2 separate regions of the Zea mays genome follow, and region 1 is linked to region 2. The links are chromatin contacts, called in public Hi-C maps. All regions are on one chromosome and are shown on one strand. The core of a region is the stretch at or near the end of the contact, and the rest is flanking DNA. Distances in the headings are between cores, read along the strand shown. Region 1 holds the start of LOC100285437. Region 2 holds the start of LOC103639167 (receptor-like protein kinase FERONIA).

What was found. A called contact is a pair of places that touch in the nucleus more often than the background predicts.
Region 1: a contact with region 2 is called in a Hi-C map of endosperm, with 2.1 times the contacts expected there. The contact joins the promoter of LOC100285437 here to the promoter of LOC103639167 in region 2. A contact is called at or near these places in 7 of 25 Hi-C or Micro-C datasets (bundle sheath, ear, endosperm and 2 more).

Annotation. Positions count from the first base shown.
Region 1 is chr9:137,787,158-137,794,054 of Zm-B73-REFERENCE-NAM-5.0, forward strand. It overlaps LOC100285437, which reads left to right and starts at 2,108. Exons shown (of 9, transcript NM_001413563.1): 1 at 2,108-2,613; 2 at 2,854-2,882; 3 at 2,997-3,056; 4 at 4,139-4,184; 5 at 4,719-4,825; 6 at 5,005-5,300; 7 at 5,581-5,938; 8 at 6,029-6,571. The coding sequence starts at 2,496.
Region 2 is chr9:137,559,230-137,565,706 of Zm-B73-REFERENCE-NAM-5.0, forward strand. LOC103639167 (receptor-like protein kinase FERONIA) reads right to left here and starts at 4,526. Exons shown (of 1, transcript XM_008661958.2): 1 at 1,033-4,526. The coding sequence starts at 4,050. The coding sequence ends at 1,384.

The DNA.
Region 1 (6,897 bases), core at 858-3,357, 230 kb after region 2:
TATCAAAACACAATTGGTCGAGTCGTCACGATAAAAGGAATATGTCACTTCTTGGATCCTAAATCCTATAGACCCATTCATCTTGTTCAATGGATAACTCCCATGATACTCATATTCTCTCCACAACCAGATTCTCCCTACAACCAAATTCTCAGAAAAGCTCATTAGAAAAAACCGAACCAAACAGGCCCGAAAATATAAGCGCGGTATCGGTGTGCCAATCTAGAGGTGAAAGGATATGAAGAGTAATAAAAAGGATAAGGGTTCTCAATGCAAATGTACACGAGAAATACTCCATCTATCCTAGTATATAAGACGGCTGACGCCACCGCGTTGGGTGGGCAACACGCGTGCATCTCCAACTATGTTGACCATGCTAGGAAGTCATTTTCAATTTATACATAATCCAGAAATAGCATGTAAGATTTGAGATGATATATACGTGCATGTGTATATGTTATTGTAACAACGAACATACTCATCAGTAGATAAACAACCCATAGAAGGTTTAGGGCGTACCTAGTGAAGGGACTTATGCTTAAGGCACCGATCCCTCCATTCACACTAGTCGACATAGTGCGTTGTTCGATATCATCGATCACGGCTCGATGCAGGTCGATATTCATAATGCAGTCCCTCGAACGTCCTTTGGAGAGAAGACTAGAAGTAGCAAGAAGATGTACAACGTCAGTGGCATAGTGTTCTCCTGGAAGAAGATGAACACCAGCAACAAGAAGTCGCGACGACGCTTCCTATCATGGTTTCGAAAACCAGGGGCAATAGATTTGTGTTCGGTGGGGAATGCTAGTGCGGTGAATCACTGTGACTCGAATGATGAACTTGAGACTTATACCGGTTTAGACCGGAGCTCTAGTTCAATGTAGTGCTGATTGTAGTATTTGTGATGAAAAGTGTTACAGCTTGTATGCTTGTGTGTAAGAAAAAATAGAGCCTGCTCTTTTATAACTCAAGGGTAGGACCTTACAGAGGTGACTTGTTCTCTACAAGTATGAGGGTGATCTATCCCCCTGGTTTGACGTAGTGCTCCTTATGTAGTCCATAGGGTCGTGCGTAGCCGTACTCCTGTTATGGCTTATCGTCTCTCTCGTTCGTCATACGGGTTTATGTAGCAAGTCCTCTACTAATATCTTCGTAGTAGTGCGTGGTGGGTCTCGTGGGTCAGCCCCTTATGGTGTGGTCGTGCGTAGCGCGGCCTCGCCCGTCGTCACGGACCTGCGTCACTTACCGGCGTGTGTAGGCATACACCGGATGGCGTATTTGTGGCGTCCTTTCTAGTATGCAGGTCACTGTAGAAACTCCTACGCTGAGGTCCCAACGACCGGGGTGGACTGGCCCCATACGTAAGTGTGGGTTTGCCTGGGATAGTACGTGACGACGTAACGTTTGATGTTCAGCAGGGACCCTTCGACACCGTACCCGAGGCTACAATCCAACTATCCAAGTGAGGGGAGAGATCGACGAAGGCAGCGGCACAAGTGAGAGGGGAAGGAGCAGCAATGTCGCAGGGGAGGCTAGGGGCGACAAGGTAGCGGAGGGAGTGGAGGGGGAGGGATAAAGGATGAGAGATGATCCAAATAATTTGAGTGAGTAAAGTAGATGAAGTTATTCAACGATCTGAACGGTTGTTTTTGATGGTGCGTTAAATTTAGATGTAATATGTTTGGTGGATTTAGTGGAGTTTCTGAGTGTAAGAGTGATTTGGTTGGATGTGTTTCGCAAAGTTTAATGGCAATAAATTTTTTTATAGATTCCCTCCGAATTTTTCTGTTACCAAAGTGGTGAACTATAAAGTGGTATAATAAATTACGACGACGAAATATAAATGTTAGAAAATGAAACATGTAAATACAATAAAGCCTCGTCACATGTTCCATCATAACGAGCTGCGGCAGCGTATCCGTGTTGACCCCACCACCGCGGATCTTATAATTTGCGCGTCGGCAGCTGTAGTTATAGTTAAATTAACCAGCAAAGCAAATCTAAATGCGTGAATTCTGAACCAAAGCACAGAGAATCAAACAATGAAACAACACACATCATAAGTATAATAATGATAAATTTGCAAAAGCGAAAAGAAAAGAGACGCATTCCGGAAAACGTTTGATTCCTTCACACACCCGCACACATACACACACTCGTCCCTTCCCTCCCCCTCCATCTCCATTCTCCAATCTCCCCTTCGACGCTCTCCCCTCGCTTCTCGCGCACACTAACCAATCCGAGCGCCCGACGCTGCCCCCCGATCGAATCCACCGGAGCCGCCCACCTAGGGCTCGCCCGCGCCATTGTCGAACCAGGAGGGTTCGTCCGCCCGCGCCTGCTGCCCCGCACTCCCGCGCCGTGGCGGTGGCGTTGGCGGTATGTATGATCGCTAGAGGGAGAGGAGGAGGTGGCAGCACCGGTGGGGATTAGGGTGGCGGCAGTGCTGGTGCCGGGAGGAGGAGGAGGAGGAGGAGGAGGAGGAGGCGTAGCCCATGAAGGCGACGGCGCCGCCGGCAAAGCGGCGGAGGGGCCCGCGGCTGGCGGTGCTGGCGCTCGTGTTCTGTTCGCTGCTCGTGCCGATCGCCTTCCTCTTCAACCGCTTCCCCGCCGGTGAGTCCTCTGCTTCGTCACCGTCACGACCTCATGCCCGCAGAACCCCCGGATTTGAGGGAATGCAGGCGTCGGCGCGGATCGAATCAGTGCCGTGCCACGCGGATCTGTTCCTCGGAGCTTTATTCCCCGTGTTATCGTGTAGCGTGTCTTATTAATGATTTTGTTGTTGCGCTCCTGTTTATTGAGATTTTTCGGCGGTTCGATTTCTGACTGGTTCGATCGTCTTTTGTTGTGCAGTGTATGTGACGGATGAGCGCCCTCAGCAGGTAACTACATTTTTTCTCTCTTAAAATACTATATGCATATTTTTCGTGTACTTTTACGATGTTTTCAAACAAAATATTCATGGATGTGTTTCTTTCTGTTTGTGTTTACTGCAGGAGATTGACTTGCCTTCATTCGATCGCGTGGCATTTGAAAGTGGTGGATCTGTAAATGAAGTAAGCGGGGCAGTGCTTGTGCTAGTGTTGTCAGTGATTAAACTTTTTAAACCATGCATCTGTCAGTAGCTTGGTGGTTGTTGACATGATCCTGCGCTTTAGGATTGCTTGTATTTGCTGTCAACACTAGTCATAATTAGAGAGGCCTACTGGCACCAGTGGAACTAAAACAGAGATTTATTCCAGTCCGAAAAAACTTGCTGTTCTAGGATTGTCTTTAGTCAAACTGTCCTGAGCTTTACTAAATCTAACAGGGAAAAGAATTTCAGATTTTAGCTTTGGATTGCATCTTCACATAGATTGGTTAGACCAAAACATCCGTAATAAACATCATTAGGTCAACATAATTAACCAATGGCACCACAGGTAGGGCAACATTCTGTTCTTCATATTACCTACCACCTCTACAGCTCAACAAATTCTGATAAGACAGCTTAGAAAACTAATTGCATTGAGTGCGGGTCACTTGTGCAATTATTGTTCCATTTTGTCCCCACCTCTTAACACAGTGTCATCATATCCGTTATCAGCATTGTTGAGCCATTGTGTATACCATTAAAAAAATGGTGGTTTAGGGTTATGTGTTTGCATCCAATTGATTCTTGCTCAATTTTGGATAACACTCAAATAAATGGTGGGGAAAAGAAAATCAGAAAGTCCTCTGTAGCTTACTGGAAGCGAGCACGTTTGAGCTGGAGAACATGGAATTCGATCAGCTTCATGAGATTTTTTACTGGAGGCGAGCACATTTGAGTTGGAGAACATGGGATTCGTTCAGCTTCAAGAGATTGTTGAGAATTCATCAATTATTGTGTTTGTTGGCTCTTGGGGCGAAGTTGTACAATTGAATGTTCACAAAAACAATTTTGGCCACTAAATCCAACAAATAGAAACCATCCCACAGAAAATATACATCTGATATCTCTGCTTCCCTAGTCTCCTATTCAAGCGCGTGAACTATGACAGGGAAAAATATAAATATGTATCATTAAAACATTATGTCTTTGTCATTAATTGCTACATTACTTACATCTCCCAGAATTGTATTGAAGTCCCTAATCCATTCTCTTCCTGGTTTTCAGGATGTGTTCAAGAAGACTTCTGGGAGCAGTAGTGTGTCGCACCATGGTATTGATACTGGCCCTTCCATAGTTAGGACTGAACCAAAAGTTATAGGTTGGTACAAAGGAGACCATCAAATAATTTCAATTCAACCACTAAACCAAAAGCTATAAGTTGGTACGAAGGAGACCATCAAATAATTCAATTCAATCAACATTATTAAATGTGCAGTATAACTCTTACGATATACAAAATAAAAAGCAACGTAGGAAAACAATGATTTGGGTTGTGTGAACTTTATATGATTTGTTGGGCTTTAACTCTACTTTGTTTTCAATATCTCAGTATCTACCTCGTCCTTGTTGCATGTTTACAGTAATGTATGCAGAAGTATTATACATTTCACAAAAAATAAGTTAACCTGAATCAATAATTTTTAAATGGATGTTAGTGTAGTTATCTAGGAAATAATGGTCATTAGCCATAATTGATCGTTTGTATTAACACGTATTCCATCAATTTGATACTTTCCTTTTCTTATGATATGCCGAACCGTCATTTTGGCACACATGCTGACATGACAATTGGCTCTATATGCAGTTCTCCCGCCTCCAAAAATTGAACTAGTCCTCCCCCCTCCAAAAGTTGAACCCAAACCAGAAGTGAAGCCAGTACCAGTATCAGTTCCAGTTCATCATAACAAAAAAGTATGGAGGCTTCTCAGCTATTTGTTTTTTAGCGATTTTTTTTTAAAGTTTAACTTCACTTTCGCGTCCACCTGTAGTTCTGTACAGTTGCTTCCTCTTACCTTAGCTTAGGCTGCAATCTGGCTCTTTTGTATGAGAAATGTATTTATATAATCTTTTTTTAAACACATTCCTTCCAGATTAACGTTGACAAGATTAGGCCTCCTAGAGTTCAAAGTGCTGATGAGGTGGAAAAGGCTAAGGCTTGTCAACTTGAGTTTGGGAGTTACTGTCTCTGGTCCATAGAGCACAAAGAAGTTATGATAGATACCATTGTGAAAAGGCTGAAAGATCAGCTGTTTGTAGCCCGATCTTACTACCCAAGCATTGCGAAACTTAAAGGAAAGGAGACATTGACTCGTGAACTGAAGCAAAATATTCAAGAGCACGAGAGGGTCCTTAGTGAATCCATCGTTGATGCTGATCTACCATCCTTGTGAGTTTTTAGCATGTGTAATTACCAGTTCACGTCTTTAATGCTTGTCCTGGTTGATCATGTTAATTACAAGTGTTATAGTCTACGTTGTATAGATTCTCTTACAGATGAAATTAGTCTGAAATTCCTATTTTATCATATATTCCAGTACCCTACTTTCAAGATGTTTCTTCAACAGTACATGTTTTATGATGTAATTTTAAATTCATGCCCTTAAAAAATAAGTAAAAGTTTCCATCATGAGGCTCTTCTGATTTTAATATCTGACATGTATTTTCAGTATAAAAACGAAGGTCGAGAGGATGGACCAATCAATAGCAAGAGCCAAATCATGCACTGTGGATTGCAACAATGTTGACAGAAAGCTTCGTCAAATTCTTCATATGACAGAGGATGAAGCTCATTTTCATATGAAGCAGAGCGCATACCTGTACAACCTTGGTGTTCACACCATGCCTAAAAGTCATCATTGTCTTAATATGAGATTGACAGTAGAGTACTTCAAATCCATGCCATTGGATCCAAATGACTCTTCTGCCCATACGTTTAACATTCCAGACAATAGGCACTATGTTATATTGTCTAAAAATGTCCTTGCTGCTTCTGTTGTCATCAACTCAACTGTTAGTAGCTCTGAGGTATGCAGAAAGTTTTTTATTTCTCCTTTAAAGCTGTTATAGTGCATCTTGTGGGCTCAGCATTGCTAACATCCCCTTTTCCTATTGCAGGATACTGAAAATATAGTCTTTCATGTACTAACTGATGCTCAAAATTTTTATGCCATGAAGCACTGGTTTGCAAGAAACTCCTACAGGGAATCAGCTGTGAATGTCATAAATTATGAACAAATTATTTTCGAGAATTTCCCTGAGTTTGGAACCCAGCAGTTATATTTGCCTGAGGAATTTCGTGTTTTCATCAGTAGCCTTGAGCGGCCTACTGAGAAGAGTAGAATGGAGTATTTATCAGTGTTCAGTCACTCACATTTCTTTCTTGCCGAAATATTCAAAGATTTAAAGAAGGTAATTGTGTTGGATGATGATTTGGTCGTTCAACATGATCTCTCTTTCTTGTGGAATCTTGATATGGGAGATAAGGTCCATGGTGCTGTCAGATTTTGTGGTTTGAAACTTGGCCAACTGAGGAACCTTCTGGGTAGGACAATGTACGATCAACAGTCATGTGCATGGATGTCGGGGGTTAATGTGATTGATTTGGAAAAATGGAGAGATCATAATGTTACAGAGAATTACCTGCAACTCCTGAGAAAGGTTGGTTTCTTTCTCATTCCATCGATTAAATTGTAGTTGCTTTATTCCCTATTCTGTAGCTAGCAAATTTGTTGACTGCCATGGAATCATGATTTATTTATGGTACTTGAGTGGTTCAGTTAATTTTGGCCTCCAGCTTCTGGAAAACAATGTATGGATTGTAGGATTGTATTCTTACATGGAAAAACTCCAAATTACTCCTCTCACTCATGGACGATGTTCATAGAACCCCCTAAACTAATTTTTAGTTTAATTTACCCATTTGCATGTTTGAGTTGGCTCAGTCCACCTCTTAATAAAATTTGCCTTTTTTATATATACAAACT
Region 2 (6,477 bases), core at 3,276-5,775:
TTTTTTTGTTTCTATATATTAGAGCTGCAGTAGTCGGCTAATCTAAAGCGAATAGTCCGACGACTTGCTCATCACAACGTTAGGCGCATAACTGATGCAGATTGCAGAGTAACACTGACACACGTCGTTTGTTATTACTCATGATTCCAAGCTGGATATCAGGATGCCGACGCAGTCTTATCGGAAGGATAATGGGAGCTGGCGGAGCTTCTTGCTGGAATTTGAAATAGCCAGGCCGTACCGCTTGGGTGCGGCCAGAAGGCGGAAGAAGAAACAGCTCACAGATGGGAGTAGAGATGGGAGTAGAGCACGATCATTGGGCACATGACTGATACATGAGCGGACGCGAACACGGGAATCAACAACGCAATCATATCGAGCTATCTAGAGAAACAGCCATATGGTTCTGAAACCAAAACTGTTCGTCGCCTCTGTTCCGGGCCCGAGACCGAAACTGTGGGGTCTCTCCCGTCACCTCGGCAGCGTTTCTCGACTGCACCGAAACAACCGTCTCAACAACCTCCCAGCTCAGATGGGTCCAAGGACCGAGCTTGCGAAAGAGAAGTGCCAACTGCCAGTGAGTGCCAAGACAGTGGAACTAAAAGGGCACGATCCAGTGCGTCATCAGCATTGGTTACATGATCTTTCCCAAATACAGCACGAAACAAGAGGTATATGAAGCATAACCCGCCATATTTTGTTAGTCACCATCACACAACCAATGAACACCCACTACACACACACACACAAAACTACTCCCTCCATTTTTTTATTTGACGTTTTGCAGTTCATTTTTATACAAATAAAAAGGATGGAGGTAGTAGTATATTAGTGTCCATAACACCTTAACGTGAACCGCCTACAATCCGATGTGAAATGTCCACAGCTTTCTAAGAATCACTTTGTCTAAAGGAAGAATATCTCAGCTGCCAGCTCGATTAGTCGTCAGAAACGGTCTATAAAAATTGTTTGACAGTTGGAATTCATCTGGAGGGCAAAGACCGACACAATCTCAGTTCTGACAACGATCTATCAGCTCTCGCAACCCATTCAGATTGAAAACTGATTATCAAGTGTGCATGTCGAATTCAGAGTCGAGACTCCTTCCTAACAGCACGTCACACGACCACTCATAACAATAGTTCGTGCACATCACTTTCTCATAAAGTAAAATACTAGTTGGGTCAATAGCAGCGGTACAATACAAGCCAACAGATGTACAGTCGTTGCAATACTGGGGAAGAAGTACAGGGCAAGGCAGAATATCTAGTATGAAACAATTCTCGGACGTCTGGTTCTTAATTCGAGAGAACCGTAACAGCACGAACTCGTGAAAAAAACATGCTGAATGAATGCAAGGTAACGAATGGGACCAGCTTTACCTCACCGCCCCTTGGGGTTCATGATCTGTGAGAAGACGGCGCTAGGCGTCAGCCCATCCGAGTCCATACTCGCGACGCTCTGATCGCCCATGCTCAAAGAAGTGGTGGTTGTGGTGGTGGTGCTCGATTCGATCGACGGGTCATTTGGATCCTTCTTCCCGACCATCACAAGGGGAGTGCCCTCGTCCGACATCCCACAACCGAGGCTTCCGCTCTCTTCCGCGCTCTCCTGCATCTGAAGGGCAAACTCCAAGTTCCAGAGCACATCGCCCATCGAAGGGCGGTCAATACTCTGATCAGAAACACACTTCTCGGCTGTCTCAGCAAACTTCTTGAAGCATTGTGGAGCTATCTTTCCCTTCAGGTAGGGGTCAACAATCTGATCAAGAACGCCCTTCTTCTGGCAGTGCAACGCCCACTCCGCCAAGCTAACTTCCTCTTTTGGAAGAGTAGGGTTCAAGGCAGGCCGTGCACAGAGGACCTCAAACAGCACAACACCAAAAGAGTATACATCAGACTTCTCTGTGAGCTGCTGCCTGCGAAAGTATTCAGGATCAAGGTATCCGAAACTGCCTTTGACAACTGTGCTCACATGAGTATGGTCCATAGATGGGCCAGTCTTGGACAGACCAAAATCTGAAACCTTGGCAACCCATTTCTCATCCAGAAGGATGTTTGTTGTCTTCACATCCCGGTGGATGATGGTGTGCTTTGCACCAGTGTGAAGGTAGTGAAGCCCACGAGCTGCACCAATGCAGATATCCAAACGCTGCCTCCAGGTAAGAGGTGGCTTCTGGGTCTTGTACAGGTGCTCGCGGAGAGTACCATGAGCCATGTAATCATAGACCAGGATCATTTCATTCTTCTCCTCGCAGTACCCAATCAGTGACACCAAATGACGGTGGCGGAGCTTGGACAGCATTTCAATCTCAGTCTGGAACTCATGCACACCCTGCTCAGACAAGGGATTGCCACGCTTGATAGCCACCTTAGTCGTTCCCCCATCAACCTCACCACGGTAAACTTTGCCAAATCCACCCACACCGAGGATGAGGGACTCATCAAAGTTGTTTGTTGCAGCCTTGATCTCAGCAAAAGAGAAATGGCGGCACAGGTTGGATGGCAAAGATGAAGCATAGCTACCAGTAGTGTGTGACTTGGCCGAACTGGAAGTGTGTGAATTGCCATAAAGAGACAGGGGCAGCCAACCAGAATGTCCATCACTCATGCCTGCATCCTTCCCAGCACTCCTCTTCCGCTTGCAGATCACAAAGAAGCAGCAATACCCAAGTGCAAGAACCACCAAACCTCCGATCACTCCACCGACGATAGGCCCAACAGTTGACTTCTTCTTAGCTGTCCCACCAGTCATCGGGGCAACACTTGGGATAGGGTTGAGCCCTGCAAGGCTACCATTTGTAAGCGGTAACTTGAACACCTCCATTCCATTGAGGATAGCATCATATATTTGTGGCTTTGAGTCAGGATTCGGATGGAGAGCTATCCACAAATCCATGGCCCCTAAACCCGATGTGGTCACCACATAGTCCTGATACACTGGAGTGCCAATAAGGGTGGTAGCACCACTCATGGTCGCCCACGCGTTCACATCAGCATCCTTGACTGCAGTCTGGTTGTTAATGTAAATACTGAAGACCCGCTGATTGATCTTTGTGATCGGGTACTGGATCTCACAGAAATGCAGCCTGATAAGGTACATGAATCCAGCATCAACCTGCAACATCCATGTGAGATTGTAGTTCATGTTCACATTCTTATCTGGCCCCATGGAGCGCGCTGTGCCGTAGACATCCTCTGGCGCCACATACTCCGGCACATTGCTTGGATATGTGATGGTGACATTGTTATCCTTCGGGTAGCTGACCCCGAAGCCAGCGCCAAAGATGTATGCTGTGTCGTCGTCCCAGGACCGGTACCCACCCGTGTCCTTGGAGGGCGAAATCGCCTGGCCTCCCACGTTGAGCCGGTACATAGTCTGCACCGCAGTGCCAGCATCGATTGGGAACGGCTGGAGGTTGCCATCGCCGGTGACCATGTTGGGAGTGGAGATGTCGAAGAGGTCTGGGGACGACACGACCTCGATGCCGTTGACGAACGCGTAGGCGTTCGGGTGGCCTTTCTCCGGGGTGAAGGTGAGGTCGAGCGTCGCGGATGAGACGTTGACGGAGAACTCCCGGATGAGGTACGAGTAGGTGATCGCGGCAGCCGTCTGGTAGGCGCTGAAGTTGGAGAGAAGGGTGAGCTTGCCCCCCGGGACGGCGACGGAGACGGAGAAGAGGCCGTCGGCGGCGTCGTGGTTGCTGTAGTTGGCCGGGTAGAAGTGAAGCCTGAGGAACTTGCGGCCCGGGCCAAGCGGGAAGGAGTAGGTGAAGGGCGAGGCCGAGACCCGCGCGGTGAGGTACGGCACCTGCGGGACCGAGGGATCCTGGCCAGAGGCGGAGGCCACGGAGGCGAGGTTGTCGGGCGGGGCGAACTTGGAGCCCGCGTCCCCGGTCCAGACCCGGCCGTCCGTGTCGTTGCCCTGCCCCTTCGCGCCGCAGTCCAGCAGGATGTCATCCCGCGGCACGAACGCCGTAGAGTTGGCCGCTTGCGCCGCCGCCGCGGCGCAAGTGGCCAGGAGAAGCGCCAGCAGCAGCAAGGCCCTCATGGTGGCAAGCCCCTCTTACAGATCGGGCATCAAGCGGCGCGCCGAGGCCGATCTGCGGTGGATTCGCGGCCGGGGTTGGCGGCGGAGGTGAGCCTTGTGGGGAGGAGAAGGTGGCAGCAGCAGCCCGCGGGTGGGGGAAGGAAGGGGGAGGGGGAAGCCTCCGGATTACGGGCGGTGCGGCATTAAGTGGGAGGGGGCGAGCGAGGCCAGGCCAGCAACGGCGACCAACCCTGCTCCGCTGTGCTCTTTGCTCGCTAGTTTCACTCCCGTCTGTTGATTACAGCCGTCGCGTCGGCGCGATGGTCGCGTTTCGGTGGTGACTCGCTGGTAGGTGGGGACGCCACCGGGTGGACCCGACGTGCATTGGCGTGGGCGCCAGTTCCGTGTGGTGCGGACCATGCGGTGCGATGGGGGACGGTGGCGCCGGGTGGTGGTGGTGGTGGACAGGAGTACAGGACAGCTCGCACTGCCGTGCTCGGTTGAGCCTGCTCGGTAGCGGCGACGCGGTGGTGGGAATCGCGGCCATGTGCGTGTGCGGGGGCGGGACTGCCGGGTGGGTCCCGCGTGCCAGTGCTGTTCAGATTTAATGAGGTCGTACTAACGTCGGACGGTTTGCTAATGCTAGTGTCACAGTCACAACTCACACTGAAAACTCGCAACACAGCCAGATTTCTCGACTGTGTTCCACTGACACGTGGGCACGGTATCCGGGGCCGAAACCGCGGGCAGTAGCCAGCAGCCAGCTTGAGTGGCCAAACGCGAGCCAACCGGCGGCTGGCGGGCCCCGCGCGGGCGCGTTGTTGCCCTCCGCTTAATATAGAGACGGCGATTCTCCGGTCATGTGCGCTGGCGCAATCAGGGCCGTCGAATGAGGATCACACGGAATGTGGCCCCGCACTTGGGCCCTACCTACTGCTGGCAATCTGGCATGCGGGTTGTTCGTGGCGTCGTGATGGCCACCGCCGCCCTCTCGTCTCGTCGCCTAATCGTGTTTCGTGAATACGGGGTGTCCCACACAACTATAGTAGTCCTCAGTATTAAATATAATTTAATTATAAAACTAATTACACATAAAGTCTAGAAGACAAGATCAATTATTAAACGTAATTAAGTATATATTTAACACTCATAATTGATATTTAGATATTAAATGTGACATAAACTAAACTTTTAGTCACTAAGTCGTCCGTCTCCGGTCTACAGCCTGAGCTTTGACCTGCAATGTCTTGGCAAGCTGTTTGCCGCCATTACCAAGCTGTTTGGCGCCATGACGATGGCCATACTGATCATCATTCAGCTAAGCGTATTATCTCATCAGCAAAATCGTCAGGTATTGGTCACTTGAGCCTTGACCTTGAGCCATACCACTAGTATTTTGTTTGGTGCAGTGCTTTGCTTGTCCGGAGTTTCTTTAATCTTTCCACTTATCCCGAGCCCAAAATTCAGTAAGACCATTAAGGTGTGACCTATTAAATAAGACCACTCATATCTGCACATAGCACTCATTTAAGACCTAGTTTGGTTTTTGGTTATTCTAGTATTGAGCTCAATCCACGTGTATTGAGGTGGATTAGGTGTAACTTAAATTAATTTATACCTCAATTTACCTCAACACATGTAGATTAGGGTCAATACTAAAATAACCAAACAAAGCCTCACCGGGAGAAGAAAGGTAATGACGTGTTTTTGTTTGAGAAAATAACTTACCTCAAGATTGAGTGATACATTATGAGTTTCTTCCTAAAATTTAGAGAAATGATCTCATTGCCCACACTAGTACTAACCAATAGCTTGTGAAGGATGTGGTGGTCGGTTGAGTGTGTATGTTTTTATGCTTTCACAGTAATCCGTCGTATACCATAGATGGACAAACTTATTTATCAGAGTATACAGAGTCATCCAGTCAAAATGAAGGAGATAGGGCAAACACATCCTCCCTCACGCTCACGCCGATGTAGCATTTTCTCATACATGTACTCGTTTGCTGCAGACATGCACTTGCACCGTCGTTTAGGAAGCAGACAGCAGTGCTAAAAGCACATGCCAGACACTAATTGCCGAAGACATGTCCTTTTTATAGTCGGTACCAGTAACGAAACGTCCACAGCAGGCAGCAGAGTATCACAGCTCCACAGGAACATTCGGTTACCTAAGGTAGTATACACTCCAAATTCTAAATTCTGGCTACCAATTCATTTGGGAGCTCACATGTGATTGCCTAACATTCAGACAATACTTCCACAATTTGCCCTTCTCCGCCCAGAGCAGTGCGGGTAAAGCTGAATCCAGGTCCTGAATATGACCTTTCCATGCTTCTCCGCCCAGATGGGCATCAGCGCAACTTTCAGAAATCAGAACTCACCATCTAGAAAGACTGTGGCACATGTTCTGCAGAAGAGAACAGTGCCATGGTTGCTGCTGGGTTCC